2 separate regions of the Rattus norvegicus genome follow, and region 1 is linked to region 2. The links are chromatin contacts, called in public Hi-C maps. All regions are on one chromosome and are shown on one strand. The core of a region is the stretch at or near the end of the contact, and the rest is flanking DNA. Distances in the headings are between cores, read along the strand shown. Region 1 overlaps Snx10 (sorting nexin 10). Region 2 holds the start of Hnrnpa2b1 (heterogeneous nuclear ribonucleoprotein A2/B1).

Evidence for each region. A called contact is a pair of places that touch in the nucleus more often than the background predicts.
Region 1: a contact with region 2 is called in a Hi-C map of frontal cortex, with 2.7 times the contacts expected there. The contact joins the enhancer-like site here to the promoter of Hnrnpa2b1 in region 2. A contact is called at or near these places in 2 of 12 Hi-C or Micro-C datasets (Schwann cells and frontal cortex).

The regions. Positions count from the first base shown.
Region 1 is chr4:81,987,966-81,993,870 of GRCr8, reverse strand. Snx10 (sorting nexin 10) reads right to left here. Exons shown (of 7, transcript NM_001013085.1): 3 at 3,528-3,614. All of the region lies in intron 1 of LOC120102272 (a long non-coding RNA gene), which reads left to right. Among named protein-coding and RNA genes, the nearest start is that of Snx10, 48 kb to the right of the region's middle. Within about 2 kb of position 2,785, at least 2 of the 93 cell types and tissues checked have an H3K27ac peak or open chromatin away from gene starts, as enhancers often do.
Region 2 is chr4:81,873,962-81,880,048 of GRCr8, reverse strand. It overlaps Hnrnpa2b1 (heterogeneous nuclear ribonucleoprotein A2/B1), which reads left to right and starts at 4,163. Exons shown (of 12, transcript NM_001104613.2): 1 at 4,163-4,373. The coding sequence starts at 4,368. Cbx3 (chromobox 3) reads right to left here and starts at 3,370. Exons shown (of 6, transcript NM_001008313.2): 1 at 3,331-3,370; 2 at 2,139-2,191. The coding sequence starts at 2,162.

The sequences.
Region 1 (5,905 bases), core at 1,536-4,035, 120 kb before region 2:
GTGTGTGTGTGCTCCTGAGTGTGTGTGTGCTCCTGAGTGTATGTGTGTGTGCTCCTGAGTGTGTGTGTGCTCCTGAGTGTGTGTGTGCTCCTGAGTGTGTGTGCTCCTGAGAGTGTGTGTGTGCTCCTGAGTGTGTGTGTGTGCTCCTGAGTGTGTGTGTGTGCTCCTGAGTGTGTGTGTGCTCCTGAGTATGTGTGTGCTCCTGAGTGTGTGTGTGCTCCTGAGTGTGTGTGTGTGCTCCTGAGTGTGTGTGTGCTCCTGAGTGTGTGTGTGTGTGCTCCTGAGTGTGTGTGTGCTCCTGAGTGTGTGTGTGCTCCTGAGTGTGTGTGTGCTCCTGAGTGTGTGTGTGTGCTCCTTAGTGTGTGTGTGTGCTCCTGAGTGTGTGTGTGCTCCTGAGTGTGTGTGTATGTGCTCCTGAGTGTGTGTATGTGCTCCTGAGTGTGTGTGTGCTCCTGAGTGTGTGTGTGCTCCTGAGTGTGTGTGTATGTGTGTGCTCCTGAGTGTGTGTGTGCTCCTGAGTGTGTGTGTATGTGTGTGCTCCTGAGTGTGTGTGTGTGTGCTCCTGAGAGTGTGTGTGTGCTCCTGAGTGTGTGTGTGCTCCTGAGTGTGTGTGTGTGTGCTCCTGAGAGTGTGTGTGTGCTCCTGAGTGTGTGTGTGCTCCTGAGAGTGTGTGTGCTCCTGAGTGTGTGTGTGTGCTCCTGAGTGTGTGTGTGCTCCTGAGTGTGTGTGTGCTCCTGAGTGTGTGTGTGCTCCTGAGTGTGTGTGTGTGCTCCTTAGTGTGTGTGTGTGCTCCTGAGTGTGTGTGTGTGCTCCTGAGTGTGTGTGTATGTGCTCCTGAGTGTGTGTATGTGCTCCTGAGTGTGTGTGTGCTCCTGAGTGTGTGTGTGTTCCTGAGTGTGTGTGTGCTCCTGAGTGTGTGTGTGCTCCTGAGAGTGTGTGTGTGTTCCTGAGTGTGTGTGTGTGCTCCTGAGTGTGTGTGTGCTCCTGAGTGTGTGTGTGTGTGCTCCTGAGTGTGTGTGTGCTCCTGAGTGTGTGTGTGCTCCTGAGTGTATGTGTGTGCTCCTGAGAGTGTGTGTGTGCTCCTGAGTGTGTGTGTGTGCTCCTGAGTGTGTGTGTGTGCTCCTGAGTGTGTGTGTGCTCCTGAGTGTGTGTGTGTGCTCCTGAGAGTGTGTGTGTGCTCCTGAGTGTGTGTGTGTGCTCCTGAGAGTGTATGTGTGCTCCTGAGTGTGTGTGTGTGCTCCTGAGTGTGTGTGTGTGTGCTCCTGAGTGTGTGTGTGCTCCTGAGTGTGTGTGTGTGCTCCTGAGTGTGTGTGTGCTCCTGAGTGTGTGTGTGTGCTCCTGAGTGTGTGTGTGCTCCTGAGAGTGTGTGTGCTCCTGAGTGTGTGTGTGTGCTCCTGAGTGTGTGTGTGTGCTCCTGAGTGTGTGTGTGCTCCTGAGTATGTGTGTGCTCCTGAGTGTGTGTGTGCTCCTGAGTGTGTGTGTGTGCTCCTGAGTGTGTGTGTGCTCCTGAGTGTGTGTGTGTGTGCTCCTGAGTGTGTGTGTGCTCCTGAGTGTATGTGTGTGTGTGCTCCTGAGTGTGTGTGTGCTCCTGAGTGTGTGTGTGTGCTCCTGAGTGTGTGTGTGCTCCTGAGAGTGTGTGTGTGCTCCTGAGTGTGTGTGTGTGCTCCTGAGTGTGTGTGTGCTCCTGAGTATGTGTGTGCTCCTGAGTGTGTGTGTGCTCCTGAGTGTGTGTGTGTGCTCCTGAATGTGTGTGTGCTCCTGAGTGTGTGTGTGTGTGCTCCTGAGTGTGTGTGTGCTCCTGAGTGTGTGTGTGCTCCTGAGTGTGTGTGTGCTCCTGAGTGTGTGTGTGTGCTCCTGAGTGTGTGTGTGTGTGCTCCTGAGTGTGTGTGTGTGTGCTCCTGAGTGTGTGTGTGTGTGCTCCTGAGTGTGTGTGTGCTCCTGAGTGTGTGTGTGCTCCTGAGTGTGTGTGCGTGCTCCTGAGTGTGTATGTGTGTGCTCCTGAGTGTGTGTGTGCTCCTGAGTGTGTGTGCTCCTGAGTGTGTGTTTGTGTGTGCTCCTGAGTGTGTGTGTGTGCTCCTGAGTGTGTGTGTGTGTGCTCCTGAGTGTGTGTGTGTGCTCCTGAGTGTGTGTGTGTGCTCCTGAGTGTGTGTGTGTGTGCTCCTGAGTGTGTGTGTGTGTGTGCTCCAGAGTGTGTGTGTGTGTGCTCCTGAGTGTGCCTGCAGAAGCCTGGGCATGTCAGAAGAGAGACTGATCCCTTGGGACCGGAGCTCCAGCTGCTGTGAGCTGCCATGTGGGTGCTGGGACCTGAACGCCCATGTCCTCCGCAAAAGCCAGCGCGTGACTGCTGAGCCGTCTCCCCAGCCCACACGCCTATTCTTACGTGCTCATAACTTTGCACACAGAATGCATCTTTGGCTTGAGCTTTTGGGTAAAACAAAAGCAAAATAAGAACATCAATGGCTTAGAAAATGATCGCAAAAAGAGGAAAACGGGGTGGGGCAGTTCAGAGTTTTATAACTCGCTTATTTTCTAAACTGGGAACTCTGGGAGGAAAAGGTTTTACAGTGGTGCTCAGACTTCCAGCATGCAGATGGCACTGAGGGATGGGCTACGTGTTACCTCATGTGCACCAGACACATCAGATGCTTGTGTTAGACACAGTCCCAGGCACATCAGACTGCCCTGGTGAGACAAGAACGCATGTATCGTCAAGGCCAGGGGCCAGCAAGTCAGTGTCTGGGGCCAGTCTGCTCTGCCTCCTGCCTTTTCCAGGAGTTCTAGGGGAACAAATATAGGCGTCCCTTTACGAACTCCCTGCTGCCCGTGCTCTACGGCGGCAGCAGGAGCAGGAGCAACAGCAGAGCTGCCTCGGGATATTTTCACGTGGCCCCATGCAGGACAGGCTGCCGACCTTGTTCAGTATGAAGGCACATGTGAATAAAGATGCTATCATAAAACCGACTACCGTGTATTCACCTACAGTGGTTAATACTGTATCTCTTTCCCCCAAAATTCAATGTTCCCTCAAAATTTAAGGTTTACCAAATAATATATTATCTTGAAATATAATATCATGGGGTAGAAGGATGGCTCAGTGGTTAGGAGCACTGGCTGCTCTTCCCGAGATCCTGAGTTCAATTCCCAGAAACCACATGGTGGCTCACACCCATCTGTAATCAGATCTGGCATGCAGGTGTACATGCAGATAGAGCACTCATAAACAAACATTTTAAAAATATAATATCACAAGGAAATACCATTGCTAAGGCATGCTCTTTAACCATTCATTTTTAAAGTAGTCACATCTTTATAAGTAAAGCTAATAAATATTGAAATATTAATATCTTAAACAAGTACAATATGAGCTTCAAAGAAGCAACTCCTCAACTCCCTGCTTCATTTGTGATACAGACTTCGCCACAATCATCCGGCTCAGTTCTCTGTATTAAGGTTTTTCGGTTCTCAGTAGCATTCTGTCACATAGAATGTTCGCCGCCTACAACCTGTTTCCTACCGGCTATACTCACGTGAATACATATCTCATAGTCGATGTAAGAATGCCAAAAGTCCTCCTTCTGAATCCTGGGGTCTCGGACCCAGACACTCACGAACTCCTGTAAGGGCATTGGGAAGAAAGAGCAGCGTCAGGACTGTGGGGAGGGCTGGCAGGAGCTGGCAGGGCAGAACTGGAAGCGCCAGCCAGCGTGCTCGCCCGCCCTCGGCAAGAAGGAAGTAGAGACCATGAATCAGGTGTCACCAGAGTCCAGAACATACGGCCACAGTGGAAACCTTTAAATAATGCAAAACTGAGCCGAGAGTGCTTAGGGACGGTGCTGGGGTATCTGAAAACCATGGAGAAGATACATTTTCATACTGGCCCTCAATACCCAATCGTGAAAAACAAGTTGCCATTGTCTCAGCTTCTCAGTGCATCAGCTAAGACCACCTCAAGTATCCATGGTCTGTCTAGCAAATTGCTTTCTGGGTCACAAATAAAGAGGCTCCCCTGAGAATGGGCCACAGTAACTTAACAGGAAGACACACACCCTCTCCCGCGATTGTTAAAATTATTTATTTATCTATTTTGTGTCTATGAGCTGAGCCACCGTAGCTGTCTTCAGAAGAGGGCATCGGATAGATCCCATTACAGATGGTCATGAGCCACCATGCGGGTGCTGGGAATTGAACTCAGGACCTCTGGAAGAGAAGCCCACGCTCTTAACCACCGAGCCATCTCTCCAGCCCTCTCCCATGATCTTTAAATACATTTTCTATACACCAAGTCATTTGTTTCCCCTTTCATGATGACTAAAAGGGAAGTTTTCTAAAGCAGAGCCACAGGACACACCTGCAACCCCAGCACCTGGAGGCAGAGGCGGGAGGGGGCCATAAATGGCAGACCAGGCTCAGCCACAGAGCCAAGTCAAAACGACAAAATAAGTCAGTAAGTAGACACACATAAAAGAAAATTGTGTTTGTTTTTAGAGATAGTAAGAATGGAAGGAAGGAGTTGGAGGGAGCACTTGTTGCTCTTCCTGAGGACCAAGGACTCTGTTCCCAGCACCCACATGGTAACTGTGGTTCCTAGGGGATTTGACCCCGTCGTCTGGGCTGCCTGGGCACAGCGTGCATGTGGTGCATGGACGTACATGCAGAAAGAACACCTACACACATAAAGAGTTTTAATTTTTTTTTTAAAGATTCAAAACAGAAGAGGAAGGCAGGCCATGGGTTTGGACAGACGTCTGTGCTGCTGTCCCAATAATAAACAAGGTTTGCCTCAGTCCATAAGACGCTTTTCAAAAGCGGAAAAGTAGTTCATGCTTCCGTCACTGCATCCAGCAAGCCGGGTCTTACAAAATGGCTCTGATCCTGCATTAGAGACTGTCTCACTGCATGGCCTCAGGGTTCTAGGGAAGCAGACACAGGCAGATCTCTGGGAGTTCAAGGTCAGCGTGGTCTAAAGAGAGAGTTTCAGGAGAGCCAGGGCTACACAGAGAAACCCCATCCTGAAAAACGAAACAATACAAATAAATAAATAAATCTGTTTGCTTGGCCAGTAGGGAGGGGGAGGAGCAGGGAATGAGGGAGGGAAAGAGAGTAACGAAGAAGGAGTTAGGGTTCACCCTGACCACATCCAATCTCATCAAATAAATAGATTGGGAAGAGAGGAAAGACCGCGGTCTTCAGAAGACCATGACCCCATCCAAGCCTCCCAACCCTGCACTCATAAGGCACCACTCTGGCTTTTATGGGCCTTTCTTTGACCTAAAAGTTCTCTCTTCTAATTAAAAAAAAAAAAAAAAAAAAATCATAGGGGCTGGAGAGATGGCTCAGTGGTTAGAGCACTGACTGCTCCTCCAAAGGTCTGGAGTTCAATTCCCAGCAACCACATGGTGGCTCACAACCATCTGTAATGGGATCTGACGCCCTCTTCTGGTGCGTCTGAAGACAGCTACATTGCACTCTTATACAAAAAAATAAACAAACCTTTAAAAAAAGAAGAGAAAAAAGAAATAACTGTTTCACTGTCCCTCAAAAGTAGTGTTGTCCTTGGCACTGTGGCTAGACTAAGGGACGGTTCAGAGTCACTGTGTCCCGTGGAAGCCACATTCCCACAGAGGGTATTGGCAGTACCCGTTTTCCATGGAAGAGGCACACATTCTGGGATGAGTCGAACAGAGGCCAACTATTTCCAACCACTCAATGTCACACATGGTCAGAGGTGGAAAACATGCGCCTGCATTGAAATGGCAGATTCTCAACCAGCGAAGCAGAAGGGGAAGCCAGGCAAGGAGGCTCATAATCCCAGCACTCAGGAGGGGGAGGCAGGACTGTCCGGAGTTCAAGGCCCATGGCCATATACTGAGTTCCAAACAAGTCAGGTGTAGGAGGTGAGACTCTG
Region 2 (6,087 bases), core at 2,914-5,413:
TTTTCCCAACTACTCAAAGCTAAAACTGCATCACTTTTAGAGTCTAAAATACTGGCTTAATTTCTCTGGTAGGAGAAAAGTTACTTCCTTCTAGGGTTTTCAACCTAGAATCTTAACTGGAAGTCAACTAAGTTTACTTAGAGGGGCATGAGGTGCACACTAGTAGCACCCAGGAAATCGAAATATGCTGATTACCATGGGTTCAGGGGCAACCTGGGCTTCAGAGAAAAACTTTGTCCCCCAAGCCAAAAATGTCTTTTTTTTCTATTGGGGGTAGATGGGTATAACGTTACTTAAGAGTGTTTTTTAAGCAAATAAGCAGATTTGTTAAAGTGTTTTAAAAACCTTGAGATGATTAATTACAAGTCGCCATGGGATACCAAAATAACCCAATATAGTATGTTCAAGTATTTCATTTCCACAACAATGCTATGCACTTTAAAATTTTTGAGATAGTAGCCTAGCCTAGCCTTTAACTTGCTGTGATCTTCCTGACTCAGCCTCTCCCAGTGCTGGAATTACAGGTATGCACCACCATCCATAACTACATAAACTACTTAAAAATTTTAAAGGAATTATAATCCCCCACCCCAAATGCCTAGTCCCTCAAACCATCTACCAAGTGAAGGATCCAAGCAGGAAACAAATCAACAACAGCGTCTCAAAACCAGGATACTAAATCCACCGGTATACAGGAGCATACCTATACTAGCAACATCCTAGAATTTACCAGACGATTCGTGCTTTTATCACTTAAGGCTTTAAACTGTATTAGATCACCTAAGAGTGACCAGATGGGCTTCCAATTACAGATTCCAGTCATTCTGCAGACCAGTTCAAGTCATGCACTATATAATGAGGTAAAAATACCCTCTTGCCCATTTGGTCAGAAACAAGGATCAAAAACCATGTTTTGTTTTACTTAAATGTTAATGTACACCTCCATATGCCTGTGATCAATGTGTCATAATTAATGTAGAAACCATAACTGTAAATTTCATTCTTTTGATATATTTTTCTAGACCGGGTCTTGCCTTGCAGCCCTGATTACCTAGTATTTTAGAATCCAGGCTAGCCTCAAGCTCAAGGCCATTTGCTTGCCTTAGCTTCTCACAGGCCAGATCACAAACACACACCTTCTGTGCCCCCACCCCCACCCGTTTTTCTAGATAGGGCTTCTCTGTGTAGCCCTGGGTCTCCTGGAACTGGCTGTGTAGATCTATCTACCTGCCTGTCTCTGGAGTACTGGGATTAAAGGTATGTGCTACCACCGCCTGGCTGACCCAGTTTTATTTATTTTAAATATAACAACAAAAATAAATTTGCCTAACTTGCTACAAATCCCAAGAAAACAAACACTGGATTTAGCAATAGTCAGGAAATTACTTAAAAGAAACAGAATTGATCTAAAATAGCCTTCCATTCCTAGACACAGTTTGTCATTCTTGCTCATGGCAACATGAGCTCTATCTAATTCCCTCTATGTGCACTAATGAACACTCAGTATCTCCAGAACAGTATAGATTTAAGGGTAATCATGCCAACCAACGAGACTTTTATAGAGCTTCCCATGTGACTTTTTTCATGATTAAGCTCATTGACAGTATTATGGAGTAGTGGGCAGCACTTGTGTCGAAATCAAGGCACGTCCTTGTAGAATCTTTTTTTCCCCCACTTTTCCTTGGGCTTTGGAGATTGAACCGTTTTATAACTCACACGCATTATTACCTCAAAAACAAAAACATCCAGCAAAAGCTGTACAACACTGTTTTAAAAGGTGCATCGTGGCCGTTCTTAAGGGAAGCCTTATTTTATCCTAACAAACTCAGTTTTGAGTGCTGATAAGTACCTGGACTCAATAGGCTGCCTTTTAAATCACAGCAATTCACCCAGTTATGACGGGATTAAGGAATGCACAACCAAGTCCTGCACGGGTTATAATTCCCCCAACCACACCCCCAGACAGGGTTTTTCTGTGTAGCTCTGACTGTTCTGGAACTCACACTGCAGACCAGCAGACCAGGCTGGCCTCAAATTCAAAGAGATCCACCACCACATGTTTTCTTAGCTTTTAATTTTTATACAAAAAAAACCCCCTTCAGTTAAGAGTATTATGTTTTAGGTTTTCACAAACTTACCAATGTAGTTTTATTGGAGGCCATTTTTAAAATTTAATCGGAGACTTGAAGAGCTATTGCAAGAAAAAAAAATGTAGGACGGTTAAATTTTCATGACACACAAAAGGCAACTACAAGTTTTGTGTGGCTTTCAACTTGTGAATCTCGGGTAAAAATGCAAGGAAACAGTTCTGAGTTCCTGTGTTATCAGTATGTAACTAATAACTTCAGTATGTCAGTGCTTTAGAGGTTAGTAAAAATAATCTTACTAGGAACACTGGTACCTCAGACTTTAGTTGGTGAGAATTACTTTTTCAGTTCAAATAGAATTTTTACAATTTCAATTTTTATTTTGAATGAAAGGCAATCTTCTGTTTCCAAAACAGTTACTATTATTATTTACCTTTTGTCGGTTAATAACCATACAACTTTTTTTTCTTTAGATTTCTAAATACTCCAAGGAGCTCATATAATTCCATCCTTATTTTTTCAGAAGCCCTCCCTCTTCAATCACGATGTAAAAGGAACACATTAAGATGTCTCAGTCCTATTTCCTAGCCTTTTTCTTTCTCCGGGTGTGTGTGTGGGGGGGCGGCGACGGTAATCACTATCTCTAGTCCAGATTGGCAATCCTCCTGCCTCAAGTACTGTTCTGATAAGAACCGAAGAAATCGACCTCCTTCACGCCCGTTCTCCTTCGAGGAGGGCCCCTTCCGAGCTCCATTCCCGCGTCGAGAGACCAAGCTGGGTAGCCCGTCCCCCATTCGAGAGAGCGGGCCTCGTGGTCAGCGCCTCCGCGGGGAGAAACAAAGGCGGCGGCGGCGGGGGCTCAAGGGCACTGCGCCACGGGCCCGCGCCTCCCCCATCCGGCGGCGGCGGCCACGTAGCCGGGAGCGCGCCGAAGCCCGGGGCCTCAGGCCTCGCAGCTGCAGAGCCTGCACTGCTCTCCCTGTGGGCCCGCGGCGAGGCTGGGGGAGGGGAGGGCCGCGCTTTGTCTGGAGTCAAGGCAGCTGTCATCCGGCTCCCACCCTCGTGCACGATTGTACCATCTCCCCATTCACCAGAGCGGCGCCTCAGCAAGGCCCGAGCCAGCCTCCCCCCTGCCCGCGGCCCACGGCGGAGCTTGGGGCCCGCAGGCTCCCCGCAAGCTCGGGCGCACAGAGCATCCTAACCCCCACCACGCGCAAGATAGAAAGCAAGCCTCGGACTTCACCGCTCAGATGCTCAGGGCCGCGGATCCTGCAGAGTCTCCCGCCTGCGCGCTTCAGCTCAGCCACATCCGAGGGGAGGGGGCGCGGGCAGCTCCGCTGGGGGGGAGGGGGAGGCACCGCCCACGCCCTGGCCGCGCGGGGCCCGCCGGGAACGCGTCCTGCGGGGGGCGGCGCGCGCGCCGCTCACCGTTCGCTGCGTGGCGCCCGGGGGTCTCCCGAGGGTGGGGGAAGGCAGGCAGGACGGCGGAGGCTTCTCAGTCTCAAAGCGCGCCAAAGCAGGGCTCCGCCCACCTCACCCGGAGCTCGAGGGCCGGGGAGCTCAACAGCCGGGTTCTTTAAGCACCACCTCTTACTGGGCGCGGGCTCCCAAGGCTTTTGGCATTGGGGATTGTACTTGGACTACAAGTCCTTCTGGGAGGGACCGAGTGAGGAGCCCCCTTGGGACAGGTAGAACTATTTGTGTGGCTCGAAAACCCGGAGACAGGATTGGCAAAGGCGTAGCTGCAGAGGGGGCGCTTTGGTGGAGAGGGCCGCACGCCAGAGCTCCAGCCTAAGCCCCTCCCGACGGCGTTAATTTCAAACTGCGCGACCGTTTCTCGGCTCCCTACGCGGAGGTGGGGGCCGGACCTAGTTCCGGACGTAGTAACACGCTGAGCACGAGCCTTCCGCAATTCACTGAAGCCAGTTGCGCAAGTCATGTAAACCAGTCCCGCTATACCTAAAGGGGGAGGAGCACGTACTTGGCGTAAGGAGAGTGTAGGCCCTTCCCGCCATTGGCGGCGGTTAGGACGTTTGCGTAACGGCCTGACGTAAGCGGAGACGCGTTAGTGGGGGAAGGTTCTAGAAAAGCGGCGGTCTCGGCTCCAGCGGCAGTAGCAGCGGCGCCGGTCCCGTGTGCAGGTGCTCCGTGCGGCGCAGTTTCTTGGCCATCGGCTGCTCTCACCACAGCGTCAGGACGAGTCCCGTGCGTGTCCGTCCGCGGAGGTCTTTCTCTTCTCGCTCGGCTGCGGGAAATCGAGCTGAAGCGACTGAGTCCGCGATGGAGGTAACGGGTTTGAAATCAATGAGTTATTAGAAAGGGCATGGTGAGGCCGGAGGCACCGCAATGGAAACCGGACACCCGCCTCCGTGGTCCGGCAGAGGGAATACGGCCACTCGAGTGGCCGTTGGCCTTGGCGAGTTTCTGAGGCGTCGTTGTCGGAGGCCCGATTGTCCGAGCGCCTTCCCCGCCCTCAGCCGCCGGGCGCCATTTCCCTTTGCTGGGGTGGGGGATGGGACGTGGCCGCCGCGACGCGGCTGGACCGCTAAAGGAGCGCAGGAGAGGGCCATCGCTTTCTCTTCTCGATGTGCGCGGCCTAAGGATCCGGTTATGTTCGTGGCGGAACGTTTCGGGGGCCCCCTGGTCCCCGGAGTGATTCTGCGAAGCTTCCCCTCCCCCCTCCCGGGAACCGGATTTGGCGTCCGCCATTTTCCCATCTCCTTCCTCGCTGCGATTTTGCTTTCAACACTTTGGGTTACTAGTTTGCTTTTCTCTTTTTCGTCTGCGTAGACATGCCTAGGGATTTTTCCATCGTTTTGTGATGATTTCATAGCGTTTCGAGGTGGATTTAAGTGTTTTGGGCTTGGATCTTAAAGAGTCCTGCGCACATCGCTAAAGGCTGCCTTCCCCTCGATGAAATGGCGCCATTGCGTTCTGAAGCCACATAGAAGAGCGGGGTGGGGGTGGCGGCGGCGCTGGAACAGGCCAAAGATAACGTAGTACAACCAAACCCTGGGCGGGTAGTTAGTTGAAGGCTGCCTTGCTGCAAAGGAACGTTTTATTTTTTTCCTAGTTAGTGTAAGATTGCGAGTGGCGGGGTGAGCCGCTTGAACAGTAGTAGGAAAATCAAAGTGGAAAATCGGAGCGCTCATCTTAGACCCTAGGGAGTTTACGCTATCTTGAGCGGAGGGTGATTTTTATTTTATTGCAGGATACTTTTATCACCCGAAAGGATCCTCCTGTATGGAATTATTCGTATTATGAGCATTTTTTTTAAGGAAATCTTAGTGTTTGTTGGTAAAATAAACGGATCCTTAACACGTGGCCACAATTAGGAAGTGAAATAACTGACTTTTCGTAGCCTTCACTCAGCATGGCTCAGCGAACAATAATCCATGTGCTAGCTCTATAAAGCTTACTTCGAGATCACAATATATTTGAACTTGGTCATTCGATTTTTTTATTTTTGTTTGTAATCATGATGGATCGTTACATTGATAAGCTTTTAAGTTTGAGTTGTAAGGGGTCTACTTGGTTATTTTCTTTGACGCCAAGCACATTTAAAAAAATAACCTTGTTTATAATCGATAGTGGACGTCTGGTAAGTTTGGAAAAATCTACGAGGTAAGTAATGAGCTTTTGCTTTTTGTTAGTGATATGAAAACTGCGTGTATTTAATACTCGTGATTTAGATTAAGGAAAACGTATTTACTGACATTTTTGTAGAATTGTCTCAAAACTCCATTTGGAAACCGATTGAAATGTAGTTATTTGACTATTTAAAAAAACAATTTTGTTCATTTCTATTAAAATTTAGAACACAAAAATGTAGTAAACATTGGCTTTTTAAGCATATTTTAGAGAAATTAATAGATTTGGGCTGAACAATACGGAATTTTTTGTGATTTTTTTTTTTTTTGCTTTTTCATTTTTTTGTGCAATCATAATAGGTTCTGGAGAGTATGTCCTAGTTTGTTAACATCTTGGTTTTTGATGATAA